2 separate regions of the Pan troglodytes genome follow, and region 2 is linked to region 1. The links are chromatin contacts, called in public HiChIP or PLAC-seq maps. All regions are on one chromosome and are shown on one strand. Each heading gives the region's core, a stretch centred on a gene start, on an enhancer-like site or on the middle of the called end of the contact. The rest is flanking DNA. Distances are from core to core; before and after follow the strand shown. Region 1 holds the start of NBL1 (NBL1, DAN family BMP antagonist). Region 2 holds the start of CAPZB (capping actin protein of muscle Z-line subunit beta).

What was found. HiChIP or PLAC-seq counts read pairs in DNA pulled down with a chosen protein or histone mark.
Region 2: an H3K4me3 HiChIP or PLAC-seq map of stem cell-derived excitatory neurons shows a contact between it and region 1, with 4 times the contacts expected there. The contact joins the promoter of CAPZB here to the promoter of NBL1 in region 1. A contact is called at or near these places in 1 of 7 Hi-C or Micro-C datasets (stem cell-derived neural progenitor cells) and 1 of 1 datasets of contacts at active chromatin or transcription factors (stem cell-derived excitatory neurons).

The regions. Positions count from the first base shown.
Region 1 is chr1:211,556,323-211,561,677 of NHGRI_mPanTro3-v2.0_pri, forward strand. NBL1 (NBL1, DAN family BMP antagonist) reads right to left here and starts at 3,096. Exons shown (of 4, transcript XM_016939666.2): 1 at 2,950-3,096.
Region 2 is chr1:211,711,382-211,716,736 of NHGRI_mPanTro3-v2.0_pri, forward strand. It overlaps CAPZB (capping actin protein of muscle Z-line subunit beta), which reads left to right and starts at 2,893. Exons shown (of 9, transcript XM_003307839.6): 1 at 2,893-3,043. The coding sequence starts at 3,041.

The DNA.
Region 1 (5,355 bases), core at 1,846-4,345:
CTGGAGCGCGGTGGCACAATCATAGCTCACGGCAGCCTCAAACTCTGGGGCTCAAGTGATCCTCCCACCTCAGCCTCCAGAATAGTTACTACAGGCATACACCACCATGCCCAGCTAATTTTTTGTATTTTTTGGAGAGACAAGGTCTCCCTTTGTTGACCAGGCTGGTCTTGAACTCCCACTTCAGCCTCCCAAAGCACTAGGATCACTTGGCCCCATTTTAACCTTTCTGTACCTCAGTTTCCTCATCTGCAAAGTGGGGACAGTGCTAATATCCAGCTCACAGGACAGCTGTGAGAATTAAACTGAAGAATACATGGAAACCTCTGGAGAGATCGCCCATCATAGTTAATTCCTCAGTCCATGTCACTTTAAGTGCTAGCTTGGGCCTCTTATCCTCCCTGGCCTCTGCCTGCTCCCTTCTGCCCCTCGCTCCCACAGGATCCTCGGCAGGTCCTGAGGCTATTTCAGTCTGAGCTGTATCTGCCCCAGTGAAACTGGATTTAGGGAAAACCTTGAGGTGAAACTCAAGCAAGTGGGATGACAGCTGGGAATGGATTTTAGAAACTGTCAAGGGCCACCCAACATGATTCCCTATCTAAGGTGGGAACTGGGAGGAAGATCCCACTCAGACTCTAAGACAGGGTCGTGGAGACACCAGCCTCCTCCAGAATCCAACTTCAAGAAAACAGGCTGTGCCCCACTGCCAGGCTGAGCATGCTGCTGGGCGCAGAGGGTGTGGAGGGTGGCTGGGCTGCAGCCCTAGGCTTGGGGCTTGGCAAGGGCGGGGCGATCGCTCCAGGTCTTGAAATGAGCACAGGGACTTCCTTGAATGGTGCAACTGAAATTGTTGCTCTGTGAAGGGGCAAGGCAGTGTCAGGCTTGGGGCTCCCTGCTCACCCAGGTCAGGCCCCGGCTCTGGTCAGCCCAACCGGGTTTCCTGGGCTCACTCTGGGGTTTGAGGATGAGTTCTGGCCAAAGCTCATACATTGGCTTTCTGTGTGCCTGGAGTCAGGAGAGTCTAATGGTTACAGCTCGAGCCACTGACCATTTGCTTCCCCTCACTAAGCTTCACGTTTGCAACCTGTAAAATGGGCAGCCTGGCCTGGGAACTTCCATTTCAGCAGATCCCCCAGGGAGGAGCCTGGCTCCAGCATACTGCTTAAGGCCACTGTGATTCCACGACCCCAGTCTCACGGCAGGGTGGCTTTTCCTTCCTTCCTTCAGCACTGGGGAGAGCATGAGTCAACTGTCCAGGGGGCGAACACACAGGGCCGACCCCGTGCCACCCAGGCCTGCCTGCACCTTCCAGCCCTGGCCACCTCTGTGCCAGCCCCCCAACCCAGGCCACGGCCCTCCTTACCGCAGACCCTCCTGCCCGCAAACCAAAAACAGCCTCCAAAACAAATCCATGCTAATGAGCTGCTGCAGGGCCAGGCTGCACATCTGCTCAGCAGAAGTTCCACTGCAGACCTCACCAACAACCCTGCCCGCTCCGGCAGCCTCCGACCCTTGGGGTTGTGGGTGGGGGGAAGCAGCTAAACTCAGCCTGAAATTTCACTTTAAAATAATGAGGCGATATCCCCGGCCGATGCAGAACACCTACTCCCCTGTCCACCCCTCCAAAACACAGGCCCGGGAGAGAGGTCCAGCTTGCAGGGGTGGGTGGAGAGGGGTGGGGGTCACCGAGGAAACGCTGCAGCCTCGCTTTTTCTTTGGCCCCAACTCAAGGCAAACCACGCCCAAGCAGTCCCAGCATCTGGGGGAGTCTAGGGAGGCCCCATTCCGCAGTAACAAAGGGTGAGGGGCTCCTTGTTGACAAATTGCTTCCCCGCCAGCGCCCGGTCTTTGGCCTCCAGCCCTGACCTCTGTTTTCCTGGGGTGCCCCTAGTTACAGGCTGGTGGCGTCCAGCTTGGGGAGCGAGGGCCTCCGAAAGCCTGGAAGTGTGGCCTTCTCCCTTGATGCCCGCCAACCTCCGGCCACGCCAAGGCAGGCGGCTGCCCCCTTTGCCGCCGCTTGTAAACGATCAGAATCGCCCCGCCCTGGGAGCGGGCCGGGCAGGTGGCCCGCAGCAGGGCCTGTCGTCCAGCTGGCCTCGCGGGGGTGGAATTCTTAAGAAAACCGAGCCCCCGGAAAGGCTGGCTCTCCCTGCCCCAGACTCAATTCCAGGGAGATGACCCGGGCCAGGCCTCGGGGCCGGCGGGAGGCAGAGGGAGGGTTTGCCGCACCCGGTCTAGGAAACTATTCGTGAACCCCGCTGGGGGAAGGCGAGCCTCCGACACTGGGGGGATCGTCTGGATCGGAGGGCGGGGGATCAGGGAGAGGCGCAGACACAGGGCGAGCCCCCCACAGAGGGCAGCGCAGAGACAGAGAGAGGGAGAGAAAAGCCAGAGGCAGAGACACAAACGCGGGCAGCCGAACACGGAGGCAGGCGGGGAACGGAAAGAGACGGGCAGACCAGGGGAAAGTGAGCGGCGGAAACGGCGACGGAGAGACAGACACACGGACGTGGGGACCGAAGCAGAGGGGGCCGCGGGAGGCGGAAACGTCCAGAGCCGAGAGGCGCGGCGCGGCGAGGCCCGGGCACGGCCGGGGGACATGCGAGCCCGGCCCGCCCGGCCACGCATCTCCCTCCCTCGCTCCCTCTCTCTCCCGGCCGCGGAAACTCCGATCCAGAAACGGAACCCCGGGGCGAGTCTGGGGACGGGCTCCGGACGCGGCGGTGCCCCCCGGCCACCCCGTGCCGCGCCCACGTCCCCAGCGCCGGCGTCCGGAGGCGCCCGCCAGGTCCCCCAGGGCTCCTGAGCTCGGCGGCGGCGCCTCCACCCGGTGCCCGCGGCCGCCGGACGCGCCGGGGGACGCAGCTCCGGGCTGGGGGCGCGGCACTGCCCCCGCGACCGAAGCCTCTGGAAGCCGGGCGCCCGCATGCCGGCCCGGGCGGGACTTACCGCGCGCGCCCGCCGGGTCCTGCGGAGCTGGGTGCGGGGGTCGCGGGCCCGGGCGCCCCAGGAGGCTCGGCGAGGCGGCCGGCAGGGCTGGGGGCGGCCCCGCGACGCTCGGCTGGGCTGCGCTGCGCGCTGTCTGCGGCCCCGGGCGGGCGCGCGGCGCGGGGGAGCGGCTCCGACGTCAGGGTGGCTCCCTCCAAACAGGGCGCGAGGGCGGGGGCAGCGGGGAGGGCCGCGCGCAGAAAGAGCGGGCGGGCGCGCGCGGCCTCTCCCTCCGGGTGCGCAGGAGGGGGCGCCGCAGCGGCAGGGGCCCCGGGCCCTCTCCCGGCCCGCCCGCCCCGGGCTGAGCTTCGGCGCGCTCCGACGGCATGGTGGGGCGGCCGGGACGCCTGGCCGGCGCCCGAGAGGCAGGGCAGCCCAGCCGGGCGCCCTGGCCCGTTCTTAAGCGCCCTCCCCGGGTTTCTCTGCGCTTCCACTCTCTCCGCCCGACTTTTACCGAGCCTGGGCCGTCAGGCCGTGCCAGGCCTCAGGGTGACAAAGATGGATGTGTCCTTTTTGTGGGCACCGGGCATTGCAGACTTGCCCCGAGAGTGGGGCGCCCCAGCCCGCCGCGTCCCGGCACCAGGAGTCCGCAGTTCTGCGGTGCACCCCATCCCGTCCGCTCCGGCATGCGACCCGGTTCAAGTCCGTGCTGTTGGTAGCCTGGGTTGCTCAGCCTTGCCTAGTGTTATCCTAGTGTCGCTCTCGGCCCCACGCCCTTGGCTTAAGCATCCCGAAAAGCCCCAGGGACTATTAGGAACTAAAAAGCCAGCAAATGAACTCACTTCTCTGACTCCTGGGAAGAGTGGAGCTCCTGGCCCCAGCTTCCAGCCTCACCTCGGGGGTTCCTATCTAATCAGTGGACACTTGGGTGGATTGCGGCCGTACCTTCTCTATTCTGTGTGCTTAACAACGGGGTGAGAAAATAACTTTGCTTCTGGAAAGTGGTGGCCCAGGGACACCACTGGGACACGATTGTAGGACTTGGGGATTTTGCTTTACAGCATAGTTACCTGTGTCCATGTGTTTTACCTAGCTTGGCTGGAAACTTCCAGATAGACACAGCCCTGCTCATCTGACTCATGAGGTTGCCGAGCATCCTGGGTGGCTCCTAGTGGCCTGCTGGGAACTCCCTGGTGTACTCCAGCCTACTCGCACCCTCCACACCCAGCCTGCATCTGCGCCTCCTAGCTGTTGCCTGCGCCCTTCCCTCTGCCCGGAATTCCCTTCCCCTCCTTTCATCTCTGGCAAACATTCTTCCAGCTCCAGATTGGAAAGCCTTCCCAAGACCCTCTGGGAGCATCTCCCTCCTCCAGTGTGATCCTGGAGCACAGGATGAGAACTTCTGTTCATGTCAATTTCCCTCTAGAATAGCTGTGTACATCTCTTTCCTCCATTAGACCTTGAGGGCAGGAATCGTGTTTATTTCAGTGTCTCCATTGCTTATGGGCAGGCCAGGTGAGATGTACAATGTATTTGGTTGAATGAAGTTGTTGTTGTTGTTGTTGTTGTTGTTGTTGTTATTATTATTATTATTAGAGACAGAATTTTGCTCTTGTTGCCCTGGCTGAAATGCAATGGCGTGATCTCGGCTCACTGCAACCTCTGCGTCCCGGGTTCCAGCAATTCTCAGCCTCCCGAGTAGCTGGGATTACAGATGCCCACCACCACGCCCAGCTAGTTTTTGTATTTTTAGTAGAGATGGGGTTTTGCCATGTTGCCCAGGCTGGTCTCCAACTCCTGGCCTCAAGTTATCCTCCCGCCTCGGCCTCCCAAAGTGTTGGGATTATAGGCATGAACCACCACGCCCAGCAAATAAAGTAATTATTATCCCCCATTAATGTAGCACAGATAGGTCTTCCCTTAATGGTAACTATGACCGTTATAATAGTTCACACATATTGAGCACCTTACCATGTGCCTCATCCCATTGCAAGCTGTTGCCACTCTCCCAATAAACCTATGAGGTAAGTATTGTCTCTGTTTTAAAAGTGCCAGGCGCAGTGGCTCATGCTTGTAATCCCAGCACTTTGGGAGGCCAAGGCAGGAGGATCACTTGAGGTCAGGAGTTCGAGACCAGCCTGGCCAATATGGTGAAACCCTCTCTCTACTAAAAATACAAAAATCAGCCAGGTGTGGTGGCGTGTGCCTGTAGTCCCAGCTACTCGGGAGGCTGAGGCAGGAGAATCACTTGAACCTGAGAGGCGGAGGTTGCAGTGAGCCGAGATCGCACCACTGCACTCCAGCCTGGGAGACAGAGTGAGACTCCATCTCAAATAAATAAATAAATAAATAAACAAACAAACAAATAAAATAATAAAAGTGAAAAAAATCCCGAGGCTGGAGGATCACTTGATCCCAGGGGTTTGA
Region 2 (5,355 bases), core at 1,643-4,142, 150 kb after region 1:
TCTACAAAAAAATTAGCCTGGCACGGTGATGCACGCCTGTAGTCCCAGCTACTCAGGGCGGGGGCGGGGAGGGGCTGAGGTGGGAGGATCACTTGAGTCCGGGGGTGTTGAGGCTGCAGTGAGCTATGATTGCGCCACTGCACTCCAGTCTGGGCAACAGAACTGAGACACTGTCTCAAAACAAAAAAAAACAAAAGACAAAGTCTTTAAATATGGGAAAATAAAATCTTAGCATCATCCTTGATTCCTTTCTTCTCATGCCTACCACCAATACATCAGGAAATACCTAGAATACTATCTACTTCTTGCCATCTCCAATGCTACTACCCTGGTCTAAGCCAGCTTCATCTCTCTGCTGTGTGACCTTGGGCGCTCCTTACCTTTTCAGGCTTCTGTCATGAGGATTAAATGGCTTATTATCTGTAAGGTGCTTAACAGTGTTCATCACATAGGATGTGCCATATCAGTGCTTTTTAAATAAATAAATGTCCTCAATATAGAAATGGCTTTCTAAGGCCCTAGTCCCCCTACAGTCCATTCAGAACACAGCAGCCTCATGATCCTTTTAAAGCCTAGGTCAAATCTTGTCATTGCTCTGCCCTTCAGCTCCTGCTCGACCTAGGCTAGCCACACTGGCCTCCTGTCTGGCCCTTGAAAACACACCAGTGCTGATCCAGCACTGTCACCTTCAGGGTTTTTACCCTTGCTGCTCCTTGTGCCTCTGCTATCCACACGGCTTGCTCCCTCCTTCCCTTCAGCTATATGATCAAATATTGCTAAGTTAGGCCTTGCCTGCCTACCTGTTTGCTTGAATTTTTCTCATTATCTCTAATCACTACCCGACACTGTATTATTATTATTACTATTTTATTTTTGAGACGAAGTCTCTCTCTGTCGCCCAGGCTGGAGTGCAGTGGCGCGATCTCAGCTCACTGCAAGCTCCGCCTCCCGGGTTCACGCCATTCTCCTGCCTCAGCCTCCCGAGTAGCTGGGACTACAGGCGCCCGTCATCGCGCCCAGCTAATTTTTTTATTTTTAGTAGAGATAACCGTGTTATCCAAGATGGTCTCGATCTCCTGACCCCGTGATGCGCCCACCTCGGCCTCCCAAAGTGCTAGGATTACAGGCGTGAGCCACTGCGCCCGGCCTCGGCTAACTTTGTGTATTTTTAGTAGAGACGGGGTTTCGCCATGTTAGCCAGGCTGATCTGGAACTCCTGACTTCAAGCGATTGCCCACCTCGGCCTCCCAAAGTGCTGAGATTACAGGCGTGAGCCACTATGCCTGGCCTTGGACACTGTATTTGCCTGGTGGCCGACTGTCTCCCTGACAACACTCAAGCTCCACAACCATGGGGGTTATTTTGCTCATTGCTCTATTTCCAGAGCCTAGCACAGTGCTTGGCACATAGCAGATGCTCAATAAATATCTACTGCGTGTGCCATTCTCTTCCTTGAATTTCTGTAATACTCATCCAATACCATTCTTGCGAGACTTACCCGTATGCTTTTTCTGCCAGTGGCTACCTGTGAAAGCTTCGACTTGTCTATAAGCTCCCTGAGGACAGGGCCTGGCTCAGGGAAACAATTCCTGTCATCTGTGCTGTTTACCATCCCCTCACAGATCGCCTAATTTGATTTAACCAAAGCAAACAGGCCACGGAGGCAGATATTGTTAGCAATCCAGGTCTCTCCTGCTACCTAGACTAAGCTTAACAAATATTTGATTGAGAGAGAGAGAGAGAGAGAGATTGGGAGAGAGAAACTTGAGTCACTTTGTGGAGCGAGGAAGCCCTTCTGGGCTAATGGAATGGTTCTCTGTAGCACATCCAACAGTACTCATAACAGCTAGCATTTGTTGAACTTAATTTTCTTTCTTTTTTTTTTTTTTTTTTTTTTTTTTTGAGACAGTCTTGCTCTGTCGCCAGGCTGGGGTGCAGTGGCGCGATCTTGGCTCACAGCAACCTCTGCCCCCCGGGTTCAAACGATTCTCCTGCCTCAGCCTCCCGAGTAGCTGGGACTATAGGAGCGAACCACCACGCCCAGCTAATTTTTGTATTTTTAGTAGAAACGGGGTTTCACCATGTTGGCCAGGATGGTCTCGATCTCTTGACCTTGGCCCGCCTCGGCCTTCCAAAGTGCTGGGATTACAGGCGTGAGCCACCGCGGCCGACCTGTTGAACTTAATTTTCTAATCTCTACCTGTGTCATCCTCACAGCTATTCTGTCTGCAGCTATACCGGCAGGGATCTTTATGTCTTATCTGTTATCTTCCGGTGCCTAAACAAGGCCTGGTACATAGTAGGTGCTGAATAAATGGCGTCAGCCCGAGGCTCCTCAATTCGTGCCCGGGCTCAGGTGCAGCGCGGCGCTCCAGATCCTGCCGTAGCGAGCGGCAGCGATGGGCTCCTGCCCCGCTCCCGGCGCGCTCCCCCAGTGCTGGGTTGGGCTGGGTTGGGCTGGGCCGGGCCGGGCCGGGCCGGTCCGCGCTCGGCGGCAGTTCCGGGTGCGCCGCAGGAATGAGCGCGTGCACGGGGTGGGGCGCGGAGGGCCGGTCCCCTCCCAGCCGCGGTGCCTTCCGCATCCCCGCCCGCGGGGACTGTGGGGTGCGGTTCCCTCGCCGCCACTCGCTGCTGCAGGCCCAGAGTCGGGGACTGGACCTCAGACAGCCAGGAGACCTTTCCGCCCCGGCCCGCAACCCGTGCCGGGGACCCCCGGCAGCCGCGCCGCGCAGCGCCGCGCCCCGCCCCGCCTCGCAGGCCCCGCCCCCGCACCCCGTCGGCGCCCGCCTCTCGCGCCGCTCTCCATACTTGGCGATCGCCGCAGCCCCGCGCGCTCATTGGCCGCGAGCTGGCGGCGTGGGGGGCGGGCCCGGGCCGGGCCGGGGCGGGGAAGGAAGGTGGCGGCGGCCCGGCGCGGGGGGAGGGGGGTGCTGACCCGGATGTTCACTCCTGGGCACCCGGGGAAGTGGAAGCGCCGGGCCCTGCTGCGGGGGGGAGAGCCACTGACGCCGGGACCGGGACCGCCGCCGCCGCCGCCACCATGGTAAAGGCCGCACGGCCCCCTCCCCGGCCCGGGGGCCCCTCCGGAGCTCGCGTCCCCCTCCCCCTGCCCATCCCTGGCCTGGGACGGGTGGCTTCCCGGGGTGGGGGAGGGGCGGGGTCCCGGACCCTGGGTGGACCCGGTCCCTCCCCGCCCAGGAGGGTGCCGCCGGCGCGGACGACTTGGGTGGCAGTGACCCTGCCCCCGCTCCCAGCCCCCGCCCTTGGCGCAAGCTGGAGTCCCACTCACCACCTCTGTGTTCAGGCTGGTCTCTCCCATAGTCCAGGCTAGACCCTCCCTCCCGAACCGTGGCCCCAGCCAGGCACCCCCTCGGTGACCCTGGCGTGGGCCCCCTTCCTCCCCCGGTCTAGGGCTGGGTCTGCTTTCCCCCGTCTCTCCGGCCCAGGCTAGGCCGTCGTTTCTCCCTGCCATGGCCCAGGCTAGGCCGCTGCCTCCCTCTGTCCCTCCCTCCCTTGCCTTCTCCATGGCCTCAGGCTGGACCCCGGTCAGCCCCTTCTGCAGCGGCCTAGGTTTGCTTCCCCTCTTCTCCGTGGCCTCAGCCTGAATCTCCTCTTCTCTCTGTGAACTTAAATCTGGACCTCCTCTTCTCCGCCCATGGCCCCCGTCTGGACCTCACTGCCTCCTCCCCACCATGATCCCCTTCCCTGGACTTTTCACCACTCCTAGCGTAACCTGCGTCAGCCCCGCTCGGTCCCCGCCCTGACCCTCTCATCAGGGTCCTGCCCCCTGCCTGGTGCACGACCCAGGGTCCCCTTCCCTGTACCTGGGGCGAGCCTTCTTTGCAGCCTTTGGGGAGCGAGGGGAGCTCTCCATCAGGGATAGGGTGGTCCCGGTGCTGTGCCTTCTCAGTTGCCGCTTCTAGGGAGGCCGCCTAGGAGCCAGCGAGGGAAGGGCGGGCATCGGTGTGCCCAGAAGGCAGCGCGCTGCTCTGCGGGCCCTTCTCGAGGCCGCCGCCGTGGGTGCTGTGCGTGCGAAGCATTCTGCAGGGCAGGCCGGGGTCCGCGGCGCCCGGGCCTGAGTGGGAGCCGAGGGGCGAGGATGGGTGGCCCACAGGACAAGGATGAACGCACAATCGCCCTTGTGAGGCCGTGGCCTTGGGGGGCCACCAGGCCCTGGATCCAGCATATGGCCTGGACACGATGCACCCAAGCAGGCGCAGCCTCCCCTTCCCTCTGAACTGTCAGCTTGTAAGGGTTGGAACTGCTGATTATGGAAGTCCCTCGGATCAGGTGAGCAGAACGCCTAGGGAGAGTGCTGGCTCCGCTCGTGGTGTTTGTTTTGGTAAAGAAGGCAGATGCTATCCAGACTTTTGAGGAACCTGGGGTTTCACATAGGCCCCCACAGATAGACCTGCCCTCCTGCCACTTGACCCTTCCACAGGACAGGCCCAGCACTTAGGTTGGAAGGGCCAGAGAACTTCTTCCTGACAGGATCAAGGGATTTTTGGAGCATGTTTGTATGTGGACTTTGGGCCTCAAAGTGTTTTGAGGACCATGGTTCCTTGTTTAGTCAAGGGATGTTGCTGCTGAACGAGGGTGAGTAGTTGAGATGGGTTAAGCTTTCTTTTGATGCCTTCCTGTATGCTGATTAAAAACATGGGCAATGCCACTTTTAAGGCCTTCGGATTTGTCCAGTAACTTTGGCTGAAAACTCCTTGTTTGGGGAGGTGGGCCCGGCCCCAGGCCTTGATGGAGAATGACTTCTCCAGGGCAGTGGTGGGTGAGGACTTTGAAAGTGGGCTGAAGTTTCCTGAGTGTACACTCAGGACAAAGTATAAGGCAGGAAGCAGCGATTCTCGCCAGGTGATGGGAAAGTGCCTCAGTCCCCCAGGAGGAGCACATGACACCTGAAGCTTCTCAGGAGTCTTGTACTCAGCTCTCATCTGAAAAGGCTGGAAAGGGTGGAGGAACTGTCTGCCAGTCACTGTGGTGTGCTTCACCTGTACAAGCTGGTTTCATCCACACGAAGCCCTTCTGGGGCTGTCCCCGTTTTATAGATGAGGCAGCTGAGGCTCAGGAGGTGGAGTGACTTATTCAGGGTGTTGCTCAGCCAGTGGAGGAACCACTGTTGGTCAGTGGAAGCCCATCTGGCAGGCTCTAAACTGTTCTTCCCATTGTACCAAGCTGCTTGTATGTCAGAAGGTTTAATGATACCGTTTGAAAAACATAAAATGGGATATTCAAACATGGCAAGGGGGGAGGAGCAGTATTTATTGCCCATGTATTGTATTTTAGATCCTTTGTATAGGAAATCATGTTTATAGTGAAATAGCTGTATGGTGGTACAGGCATATT